2 separate regions of the Triticum aestivum genome follow, and region 1 is linked to region 2. The links are chromatin contacts, called in public Hi-C maps. All regions are on one chromosome and are shown on one strand. Each heading gives the region's core, a stretch centred on a gene start, on an enhancer-like site or on the middle of the called end of the contact. The rest is flanking DNA. Distances are from core to core; before and after follow the strand shown.

Evidence for each region. A called contact is a pair of places that touch in the nucleus more often than the background predicts.
Region 1: a contact with region 2 is called in a Hi-C map of leaf, with 10 times the contacts expected there. The contact joins the promoter of LOC123137648 here to the promoter of LOC123137646 in region 2. A contact is called at or near these places in 2 of 5 Hi-C or Micro-C datasets (both in leaf) and 1 of 1 datasets of contacts at active chromatin or transcription factors (leaf).

The regions. Positions count from the first base shown.
Region 1 is chr6B:494,045,959-494,051,847 of IWGSC CS RefSeq v2.1, forward strand. LOC123137648 reads left to right here and starts at 1,903. Exons shown (of 2, transcript XM_044557470.1): 1 at 1,903-2,329; 2 at 3,015-3,310. The coding sequence starts at 2,046. The coding sequence ends at 2,324. It overlaps LOC123137647 (E3 ubiquitin-protein ligase At1g63170), which reads left to right. Exons shown (of 5, transcript XM_044557468.1): 5 at 130-586. The coding sequence ends at 306.
Region 2 is chr6B:493,707,358-493,713,219 of IWGSC CS RefSeq v2.1, forward strand. LOC123137646 (homeobox-leucine zipper protein ROC5) reads left to right here and starts at 3,848. Exons shown (of 9, transcript XM_044557467.1): 1 at 3,848-4,344; 2 at 4,438-4,676; 3 at 4,779-4,896; 4 at 4,976-5,689; 5 at 5,790-5,862. The coding sequence starts at 4,243. It overlaps LOC123134291 (protein ALP1-like), which reads right to left and starts at 3,537. Exons shown (of 4, transcript XM_044553561.1): 1 at 3,223-3,537; 2 at 2,715-2,802; 3 at 611-925; 4 at 1-222. The coding sequence starts at 922.

The sequences.
Region 1 (5,889 bases), core at 653-3,152, 340 kb after region 2:
CACCATCATCCTGAGCCTGTTGGTCCTGTTTCAGCTTAAGTGCTTTATCTGTGCATTGCTTCTGCTTTTCTGTGAGCTCATATACTAACTTTATTTTGAAATGATTCATCATCTACTTGGTCGATGCAGGAGTGCTGCATCTGCCTTTCAGTGTATGATGATGGCGCGGAGCTGCGTGAACTCCCTTGTGGCCACCATTTCCACTGCGCTTGCATTGACAAGTGGCTTCACATCAATGCAACTTGCCCTTTGTGCAAGTTGAATGTGCGGAAAAACAGCAGCAGCAGTGGTAGTGAAGAAGTATAAATCTCCAAAATCCAAGTATTCGACGGGCGACTCATGTCACGACAACGGTACTTATCCATGATAAACTCCTGATTGTGAATTTGAGCGCCCTAGCTAATATAACAAAGGAAGTATGATTCATGTTAATTTGTGTATTTATATATGGTCATGGTAGTCATTGTGTATTGAAGTTACACATTGTGGTGTATATCAGCTAAAACTGTTTGTTACACAATACCATAGCGTTGTAATCTTGTAAATGCCCATTAGTGAAACCATGTCAAGAAGTCACGTTTGCCTATTTGCTTTGTATAGTGTTGTGTTTGAGAGTTTTGGTGTAGATCTCCTTGATTTATCTCACCCGGTCACTTGGTGAACGTTTGGGATTTGACCAAGGCAAATCAAATGTTTGGATGGCAATTTTTGTGACGCGAGAATGACAAGTTTAGTTAACACGTAGGGCAAATTTCTAGCAAAAAAAAAAGAAAAACACTGAGCACGGTGTTGTCATGCTTGCCAACTAAAATTGTCATCGAAAACATTCGCCATAGCCAAATCCCAAACGTTCGGGCGTTATCGGGGTTCATGAACTATTTATGATTTTCTATATTTTCTCATGTATTTGGGAAGTTTCAAATTTTCCATAATTTGGCCAACCCCAAACTTTAGAATAATTATTCTCAAACTCCTTATCCAGTTGAGCCGAAACTTTTCCACAATATTCATTGTTTAAAATTTTCTAAAATTTATTATTTTCTAGAATTGATTTAAATAATTTTGGAAACTTTGAATTACAGTCAAATTTGGTCAAAATGTGGGCAAAAATTTGAATTTTCATTCAAAATATTTGTGAAAAGTTCAAAGGCCATATATTAAGTAGCATATGCCTTCATACAGAAACTAAAAATGCATCCTAGTCTCTATGAATACTGACGCCTTATTCCTCCTGCATCCACGGTAGTCGGTCAGTTTTTGCAGCATATGGATAATTTGGATGGGGTGACAATTATTAGCGCAAATATTGCGATTACGCAATCAAAGAGAACTTATAAATTTCGACATACGGTTTTTTTTAAGTTGGGGTTCCATATCCTTTTTTGGGGGGTGTTCCGTATAGTTCGCTCAAGATATTTCTCGGGCCCTTTTGAACACGGCATATGCAGTGGAGTGGATCAGGAAAAGCGCAGAACTTTTGTTTAAAGCGCGGCACACTTTTGTCCCCAAGGACTTGCTGCGTAGCCGCCCGTCCGTAACGCTCACTCGCGTCACGCAGACTAAATATCTGCAGGAGATAAGCCCTCAACGGTACATGCGACACGCCGCACGTCGCATTCCTCGTGGCCCGCCAGCCTAGCCTCGCCATGCTGATATGATACGCTTGAAAATGATATTAGATATAGCTAGCGAATACGCACTACTAGTAACAAGTAGGATCAGTACTGGTTTAAGTTTGTACTCTCTCTGTCTGAAAAAATTTGTCCCAAGCTTATCATTTAAATAGATATATCTGACGCTAATTTGATGCTAGATACATCACTTTAAGGGACAAACTTTTTTCAACGGAGGGAGTAACGAGTATATGCACGCCGCGCGTTTACATACGGCCTTGTCGGCTGGCTAGATATTTATTTCGTCCGGGTGGCGTGTGCGGCCCCATATAACGTTCGCCCTTGGCCGTCGTCGAGGAGAGCGAGCCTGCGTACGTCCTCCGCTACCCTCGGGCCGTCCGGCGCGCCCACCCGTACGTGGCCGTGGATCGGATGGACGATCATCTGGCGGTGCTGGCGCGCGGCGAGGGGTGGACGGAGGAGCGGCACGCGGCGTTCCTCAACGGCGTGGAGCGCTCCTTCGTGCAGGAGGTCCTCGTGGGCGCCGCCGGCGTCAGCGAGGAGCGGCGGGCGTCGCGCAGGCTCTGCCACCGGGGGCCGCCGCCCGCCGGCGGCCGCGGCCAGCTCCCGCTGGATCGCCCCCTCCCCGATAGCGCCGTGGAGTCCAACCGCCGGGGACCCTCCCGGCCTGCAGCCCGCGACGCAAAATGACGCAGGTTGGTCGATCTATGACTAGGATCATTCTTTCCTTCCGCAGCAAGCACGCCGGTTATACAACTCCACCACAAAGAACATCAACACGTGTCTCATCCACACGGCTGTACTCGTTGCACGTAACGTTCAGTAAATCGTGAGCGTCTGCTCGCACATGATTTGTTTCGTTTACCTTTTCCACCATAATATAGTCATGGGCTCCCTAAAAAAAAGTATAGTCATGGGCTAAACTTCACAAATAGGGGTGTCACGGTAGGTTCATTTCCTTATTCAAGCTCTACGAATGCATAACATGCCTTTTGCAACAATAAAAAAGAGAACGTATAGCATGCATGCTTATGCATAGATACCATAACATGATGTGTCTCTTACAATTACATGTAGATTTGTTTCTCCATCCAAAATAATTTCAACAAACCGTGCTTTTTATTGACTCATATCGTTGCATCAAGATGATACACATGTACTTCATCCGTCCGGTATTAAATGTCGCTCAAAAGGATGTATCTAGCAGTACTAGAATAAATGTCGCTCAAACAGATGTATCTAGCTCTGAAGTACGCTTAGATAAATCAGTTTGAGCGACAGTTATTTCCGGACAGAGGGAGTAGATCATAAGAGAAGACAAGGTTCGAAAAAAAAGTACTGACATCTCTATTTTTGTTTTTTGCTCTATGTGATTTGCAGGTTGCGTCCCATGAATCTGAAGTTAACAAGCTAGCTAGAGTGATAAGTTTCCTTCTAGGATCGTAGCCTCCAAAGTCCAAAGTTGTATGCGTCGTAGTGGAAGTGGTGTTTTCCAGATCTGTGCAGTCATGCCGATATTTGTCTTTGTCAATGTGCCTTTCATGGCGGGGCATGGTGTGTATGTTGGTGATGCGCTAGTTCATCTTCATTTATCTTAAGGAGCCCTCTTCATAAAATGTGTCCGTTGCTCACCATATGCATGATATTTATGCAACTGTGCAGATCTTTTCCATAAACTTGCCAATCGGTTCGTGGTTGCTATGCAAGGCGGTGCAATATTTTTTAATAAGGTTATCAGTAAGGGAATAAGACTGTAATCACTAAGCAAAAGAATGTGGAATTTCCTATTCCAACGCACATGGGAACGCACTGTTTGGCCGGCCTAACTAGGTCGATTTTCCTCGCTGCGGGGTTGTTTTCTTGGCAAATCCTAAACGGCGCGGCGTCACAGGGAATCGAACCAGCGCCGCGGGGTTCTCTATAGAACGCGCTAACCAACACAGCCAAGCCACCTTCTGTGACTATCTAATTCCTCTTTTCTCTTTACTTCTCACGTGTTTTTCTTTTTCTTTTTTTCTATTGTTCTTTCTTTTTGCCTTTTCTTTTTCTTTTTCCTTTTTCTGTCTTTTTCAAAATCGACGAACTTTTTTTTCAATTGTATGAACTTTCTTTCCAATGAAGTTTTCTTCAAAATACGCCAGCTCGTTTTCTCCAAATTTTGTTCATGTTTTCGAATTTTGTCCACGTTTCAAAAATAGTTTTGAATTCCAAATTTTTGTTCACCGTATTGAAGAAAAATGTTCACCATACATTGAAAAAATGTTCAGTATGTATAAAAAAATGTTCATCATGTATAGAAATTTTGTTCAGCATGCATTCAAAAGGAGTTCATCGTATTTAAAAAAAGTTCTATGTGTATTTGAATATTGTTCACCATACATTGAAAAGATGTTCAGTGTGTATAAAAAAATGTTCATCGTGTAGAGAAAGTTTGTTCAGCATGCATTCAAAAAAAGTTCAGCGTATTTAAAAAAATGTACAGTATTTCTTTGAATAATGTTCACCCTATACTAAGAAAATGTTCAATGTGTATTCTAAATTCGCTTTCTAAAAATTGTTCACAGTACAAAAAAGTATTCAAATTTCAAAATTTGTTCAGTTTTTGAAAAACATAGTTCACGTTTAAAAGAAAAGGAATATTCGAAATTTGCGTATGATTTTCGAAACATTTGTTCGCATATTTTAGATTTTCATTTTTTCCAAGAATTAATGGAAAATGTTGAAATACCCCGGATCTACCATTTGGGCTGGTACTTAAAAACGAACACCGTTTTTAGGTCGTAGACAATTAGTGTCCCAGCTGGCCAGCTTCGTTAGCATGCAACGCTAGGTCTGGAGTTCGAGTCCCGTTGCCATCGTTTTTGTTTTTCAATTACCTCGTTCGCTCGAGGCTTCGTTTGGGTTTTCTGCGTACGTCGCGTTTCGTGGGCCGGCCCAACTAGCCAGGCGCGTGGGCGCCGGTTCTCCTAGCCGGCGCTTAAGGCGCCGACTAGGAGCTCCCTGTTTTCTTTGGGATGAGCATAGCTCCTTTTTCCTTTTCCCTATTGATATTTGCCGGAGGTATTTCTAGTTATTTTTTCCTTTTTTACTCTTTTTGCTGCTATTCTTTTTTTCTTCTTATTTTCCAGTATTATCATGGTTTTCCCCTCTCAGTATTTATTTTTTGATTTTTTTTCTGTTGTTCAATTTGTTTCTTCTAGTTTTCAAGCTGTTTTTGCTATTTTCTTTTTTTATTTAATTAAAATAAAATAAAAATAGACTATATAAAATTTTACAAAAAATAACTAAAGAGAATTTTAAAAAATTATTAACATTTTTGGGACATGTGAATACTGCCAAAACCTATGAACTTTTTATAATTGTTCGTGAATATTTTTAAATATGTGGACATTTTATAAACATATGTACTCCCTCCATCAACTTGTTAGAGAAATGGATAAGAAATAAATGTATCTAGAATTAAAATAGGTCTAGATACATCTATTTCTCCGACAAGTATTTCCGAATGGAGAGAGTATATTTTTTCAACAATTCCTCTTTTAGTTAAACTAAACATGAAGCCTTTTATCGCGGAACCAAAACGTCACGTACCCTTTAGGGTTTCCTTCTCCTGGGCGACGACCGAGGAGACCGCGTGACCACGCCGAGACTAGATCGGATCTCGATCGGGCTTCTAGTCCGGCGGGGTTCTATCGATCCAGAGGGCAGAGCAAGGGGTGACAACAATCCTAGGTGGGAAGATCATGGCGAGTGCGGACTCGTCCACATCTAGGGTCATTGGGCGGAAGATGGAGGAGCAGGAGGGAGGGAAGAGGAAGGCGAAGGGAGACCTGTGGTTGGAAGGTTCGATGGATGGAGCCAGGGTGTCGCAGGAGGATTCGTTGAACGACAAGCTTAAGTATATGAATCTCAGGGAGGAGAAGACGTGGTACTAGAGCTGGAGAAGGATGCTGAATGCAATTGAGGATCCATACTAACAAAAAGTTTAGTCATGGTGCCTTCTATGGCAATATGAGATCAGCGTGGAACCTGGCGCAAGAAGTGGAGTTTAGGGCAATTGAGGATAACATGTTTTCGGTACAGATGAGTTGCTTGGGAGATTGGGAGAGGGTGATGAATGAAGGACCGTGGATATTCAAAAACTGCCCAGTACTGCTGGTTCCTTATGATGGGTGGTCGGAGGTGAATGAGATTGAACTAAATACCTACCAGGTCTAGATGAGGGTGATGGGTGTAGCGACCAGACCTCAAACAG
Region 2 (5,862 bases), core at 2,598-5,097:
GGGAGCAGCTGACTCGCCACAAGTGGGTGATTGGGAAACCTCTTCATGAGGGGCAGCAGCTTTGTTGGCTTTCGGTTCTTCAAGATCAATCACATCTGTACCTAAAGGGTCACTTGAGCCTTTTGCATATTGCCCTGTAGCCATGCTAGCTCCAACGATAACCAGCATCTCTTCATAATGTTTAATAGGCTTGTTAAGGAAGGGTTCATCTTCTTTGTGGTCCTTTATAAACAAAGGTAATCATTTTAGCAAGGAATGGGAATACAAATAAATTATAGCAAGTTATAATGCATGAAAGAATAAATTCCAGCAAGCTATAATGCATGAAAGAATAAATTCCAGCAAGATATAATGCATGAAAAAGCTCATTTCAGTAAGGATTTGGATATAAAAGTACTTATCCCATCAAGGAAATGGAGTATAAAGAAGTGCAAGCAAGTGATAATGCATGAAAAAGCTCATCAGCAAGGATTTTGATATAAAATTACTTATTCCAGCAGTGAATGGAGTCATTCCAGCAAAGAAATAGCTCATTTCAGCAAGGATTTGCATATATATATATATATATAACCAAATTCATCAAGTACTAAAAGGGCGGTGAAATAGATACCTTAATGTGGTTTGTGTAATGCTCATGATCAAGAACAATCATAAAGTTCTCTTCATCCCAAAGTGCACCACTCAATGATTTGAGGTGCACTATCTGTTTATACTTCCTCTTCCATGTCCTTGTATGATTTGTGATGTGGGTTCCAATTAAGTCAGTGCGGTTAAAATGTTCATTCATAGCCATGGCACAAGCATTCCAATGTACATTCTTGAAGGCGGTACCGGTTCTATGGCCACCGGTCACCACAGCACATAGGTTCGCTAGCATGTATGATGACATGGTAGGTGTCCATGAAATTTGCCTAGCAGCCATATCCTGAAATTGCAACAAATATTTAGACACAATGAATAAATTTCAGCAAGTATTTAGAGATAATGAACCAATTCAGCAAGCCTTTGGAGATAGAGAACCAATTCAACAAGTATTTGAAGATAAAAAACCAATTCAAGAAGTATTTAGAGATAATAAACCAATTCAGCAAGCATTTGGAGATAAAGAACCAATTCCACAAGTATTTGGAGACGAATAACCAATTCAGCAAATATTACAACGGATAAAATGACATTACAAAGTAATTCCAGCAAAAACAATAGTTCCAACAAGAAAGTACAATAGATTGTCGCAGCAAACTAAATGACATGGTAGCTACTACACGTTTTGATGTTGCATATAGTTTTGTCGGTCTTCCCACATTTGATCAGCAAGGCCTTGCCTAAAGTTAACCATGTATGCATGTTCTTCTGCTTGTCCAGTTGATGTTGAAGCATGAGTGATATTTGGCACCCATTCATCCTCAGGTATGATATATTCATCAATCCCATCATTTAGAACCCAATTTTGAATGATGCAGCAAGCCACAACAATATCTACTTGAGTAGGATAAAGAAAGAATGGAGTGGCATCATCAAGAATTTTGAATCTTCTCTTCAATGACCCAAATGCACGTTCTACGGTTGTGCGAAGAGAAGAATGCCTAAGGTTGAACAGCTCCTTCTCATTTTGCACAGGATTGTTTCCCCACTCATTCAAATGGTACCTCACACCACGAAAAGGTGGCAAGAACCCTGGTTTGACTCCATATCCAGCATCAACTAGATAAAATTTTCCTAAGTATGACAAACATTTGGGTTACTTACATATATACCAAAATCTCATTGACAACATGTATCTACACAGTTAATCTATTACCTTGTGGGACACGTAGACCGTTTTCACGTATTAAAGCATCACGTAAAACTGTAGCATCATGTGCTGTCCCTTCCCAACCAGCCAACACATATGTGAATCGAAGATCAAAATCAACAGCCGCCATCACATTTTGAGTAGTATGTTTCTTTCTACCACGAAAGGCAGGCTCCATATCAGGAGTAACAGAGGCACGTACATGTGTGCCATCAATAGCTCCAATACAATCCTATTTGATGGAAATAACACCCAAAAAAATTAGGATCTAAACAGATTTGTTTCTACAATGACAAAATGTAGTTGTCACTCAATCTCATACCTTAAAGTATGGATCCCACCGGTAGTTTCCTTCTACTTTGGTTTGAGTCTCCAATGAAGGCTTCCTAATAAGGTCATCTCGAAGCTCACCAATTGCATGGAGTACTCTATGGAAATACCGGCTAACAACTTCCCCGGATCTACCGAAATTCCCTCCAATTACCCTATTCCTGACATTATGACCAATGGTGTGCAAAAACATTGCTACTTGTTGCTCAATAGACATATGGACTGTGTCTTTTAGCAAATTGCGATCTCTAAAGAGTTGACAAAACCGAAAGAATGGTGCCCTCCGAAGCCTGAGCATGTTCACACTAGTTGTATCATTTTTCCATACTTTGTTATCAAAGTACTCTCTTCTCATCCTATCTCTCTCATCGATTGGGGCATATGTAATTGCTTCTCTCCTTTTTCTTTTTCTAGATTGAACAACCAAAGCTATCATATTGATAAACCATTGTGCCACTGCCGCACAAATTAACATCTTTGTCTTTTTGTCCATCTACAATATAATAGTACAAATGATATAACTTCAGCAGGAACAAGTCAACATGTACATCCTCTGTCAAGCAGTACATAGGAGGAGCAGTTAACAAGTTACCTTAGATTTTGGAGAGAAAATCAACGATAGGAAGATGTAGTAGTCCCTGACTTCCCTGTCGCCTTTGACCTGCCTTTGACCTGAGCTACTGCAGCACAAAGAAACAACAAAAAAAGATTAGCATGTTGGATAGAAAATCAATGGAGAAAGCACACATCAGTACATCTGGCCGCCGCAGTACACAAAGCAAGTTTGGCTGCAGAGCTAGCAAGATCCACGCAGCAAGCAGGGCCAAGCAGCTAGCAGGCCGGCGTACCGCGCACAACATCTGCTCTCACGCGGCGCACAGCATGCGCACTTGCCGGACAGATGCAGGGCCGGCGCAGCACCCGCGCACGGGGCGCACAGCAGGCGCGCCGGCCGGAGAGAAGCAGGGACGGCGCCGCTATCCTCAGGCCTCCGGCGGCCGCGCGCGGCACTCACCTGGCTGGCCGCCGCCACCATGACCTCTGATGGCAGATGAGGAGCGGAGGAAAAGAAGGAGAGAGCCACGACGCTGCGCACTCACCGCCGTCGTCGGGCTTCGATCTGCTGGCGCCGCTACGCACTCACCGCCGTCGTCGGGCTTCGATCTGCCGCCGCCACTGGACAGGAGAGAAGTGAAATGGAAAGGGGAAAAGAGATAAGGTTGCCCTTTTGTGGGAGGCGAATGAAACGAGACGGCGCTGAAAAACGTTTCACGGGCTCCCTTCGCGCCCCCCGCGCGCGCGGGATGCCCACATCCGCGAGATTTTCGCGGACCCGCGGAGCCGAGTTTTGGACGAATATTCGAAGCATCTAGCCATCCCTATCCCAACTCGCCCGTGAAACAAACGACTGCTATCCACTTAAAAAACTGCTATCCCTGTCCCATGGAGGGATAGCCCAGCATCCAAACGCATCCCAAAGGAGCCGCTGCGCTGGTCGGGCCAGAGGAGCTAGCACACGACGCCGTGGAGGCGGGGACGAAACGGGCCCGGACCGGACGGCCCTCCGCGGCTCCGCGCAAGAAAGTAAGCGGAGCGCCGGAAGGCAACAAAAAACAGGCACCGCACCGCCCGTTTGACTGCGCTGCATCAGCGTCAGCGCCTCGCGTTTCTCCCCACCCCTTTTCCGTGCGTCCACACCCGGGGAGTCCTCCCCCCATCGCCCCCCTCGTATCGTCGTCTTGCCATTTTGACCCTCCCGTTCCCATCCCCCCGTGCATAAAGCTTTCTTTAATCGCCGGCTCTCGCTCGCTCGCCCGCCTCGCCCTCGCCTCTCCTCCCTTATTCTAATCCTCCCCTCGCCGTGGAGGGTTAGGGTTTTGAGGAGGAGCCTAATCTCGTAGAAGTAGCAGTGGTAGTAGAAAGAGGGTGGCCGAGGCGAGGCGGGGCGAGTCTCTCTCTCTCTATATCTCCACCCCGTCCAGAGCCGCGGCCGAGGATTCGGGTCGTGAGGTGTGCAGATCCAGGCGCAGGCCCTTTTTGGGACACAGGATAGAGACGGTGAAAAGGCGACGCGGGTCTGCACTCGTGTCGTGTCTGCTCCTCCCGGGGGACGTGGGAGGATGAGCTTCGGGGGCCTCTTCGACGGCGGCGGCGGAGGCGGCGGCATGCAGTTCCCTTACGCCGGCGCCTTCTCGTCCTCGCCCGCGCTCTCCCTCGGGCTGGTACGCGTTCGGCGCTCGTCACGGCCGGAACGCTCTTTCGCTTTGCTTCACCTTGCCGTGGTGGGTGATTGGTGGAGTTTTTTACGTTTTCAGGACAACGCCGGCGGCCGAGACGGCGGCATAGGCGGGCGGATGTTTGCTGACGGCGCGGGCGGCGCGATGGCCAGGGACGCGGAGGCGCAGAACGACAGCCGGTCAGGGAGCGACCACCTGGACGCCATCTCCGGCGTCGGCGACGACGACGACGACGCCGAGCCCAGCGGCAGCAACCCCCGCAAGCGGAAGAAGCGCTACCACCGCCACACGCCGCAGCAGATCCAGGAGCTCGAAGCGTAAGAGCCACCGCCCAAAGCTATTTGCATCCACCTTCTCTCTCCGCCTTTTTCCTCTTGTCCTCTCATGCATGGGTTCGTCGTCCTCTCCGCCTCGTGTAGGCTGTTCAAGGAGTGCCCCCACCCGGACGAGAAGCAGCGCGCAGAGCTCAGCAAGAGACTCTCCCTCGACGCGCGGCAGGTCAAGTTCTGGTTCCAGAACCGCCGCACGCAGATGAAGGTAGATTTACCATCCGCGATCCATTTCTCATTTGGCCCGTGGTCTCGTGCGAATCCTGACGCGTCGTTTCCGAGCCCAGACGCAACTGGAGCGGCACGAGAACGCGCTGCTGAAGCAGGAGAATGAAAAGCTGCGCACGGAGAACCTGACCATCAGGGAGGCCATGCGCACCCCAATGTGCGGCGGCTGCGGCAGCCCGGCCATGCTTGGGGAGGTCTCCCTGGAGGAACAGCACCTGCGCATGGAGAATGCACGGCTCAAGGACGAACTCAACCGTGTCTGCACCCTCGCCACCAAGTTCCTCGGCAAGCCCGTGTCCCTTCTGTCGCCACTCCAGCTGCAGCCACACCTGTCGATGCCCCTGCCGAACTCGTCACTGGAGCTAGCAGTCGGGGGAATCGGTGGCATAGGGTCTATGCAGCCTTCGATGCACGGTATGATGAGTGAGTATGCCGGGGGTGCCTCAAGCTCGATGGGCACCGTGATCACACCAGCACGGGCAACTGGGTCTGCTTTAGCATCGATGGTGGACATTGACAGGTCTGTGTTCTTGGAGCTTGCAATCAGTGCAATGGATGAACTTGTCAAGATGGCACAGACCGATGATCCTTTGTGGGTTACGGGATTGCCTGGTTTTCCGGACAAGGAGTCACTCAACTTTGAGGAGTATCTCCACTCCTCCCAGCATTGCATTGGCATGAAGCCTGCCGGATTTGTGTCTGAGGCCTCTAGGGAGTCCGGCCTGGTCATCATCGACAATAGTGTTGCCCTTGTAGAGACCCTTATGGACGAGGTTCGAGCTCATACCTTTTCCCCGTCATACATTTGTTCCTATTTATAAAAGGTGGTTATATTATGCTTAGTATGCTGATGTTGCTCCATTCATTTCACAGAGGCGGTGGTCCGACATGTTCTCATGTATGATTGCTAAGGCCACAATCCTTGAGGAGGTGTCTAACGGCATTG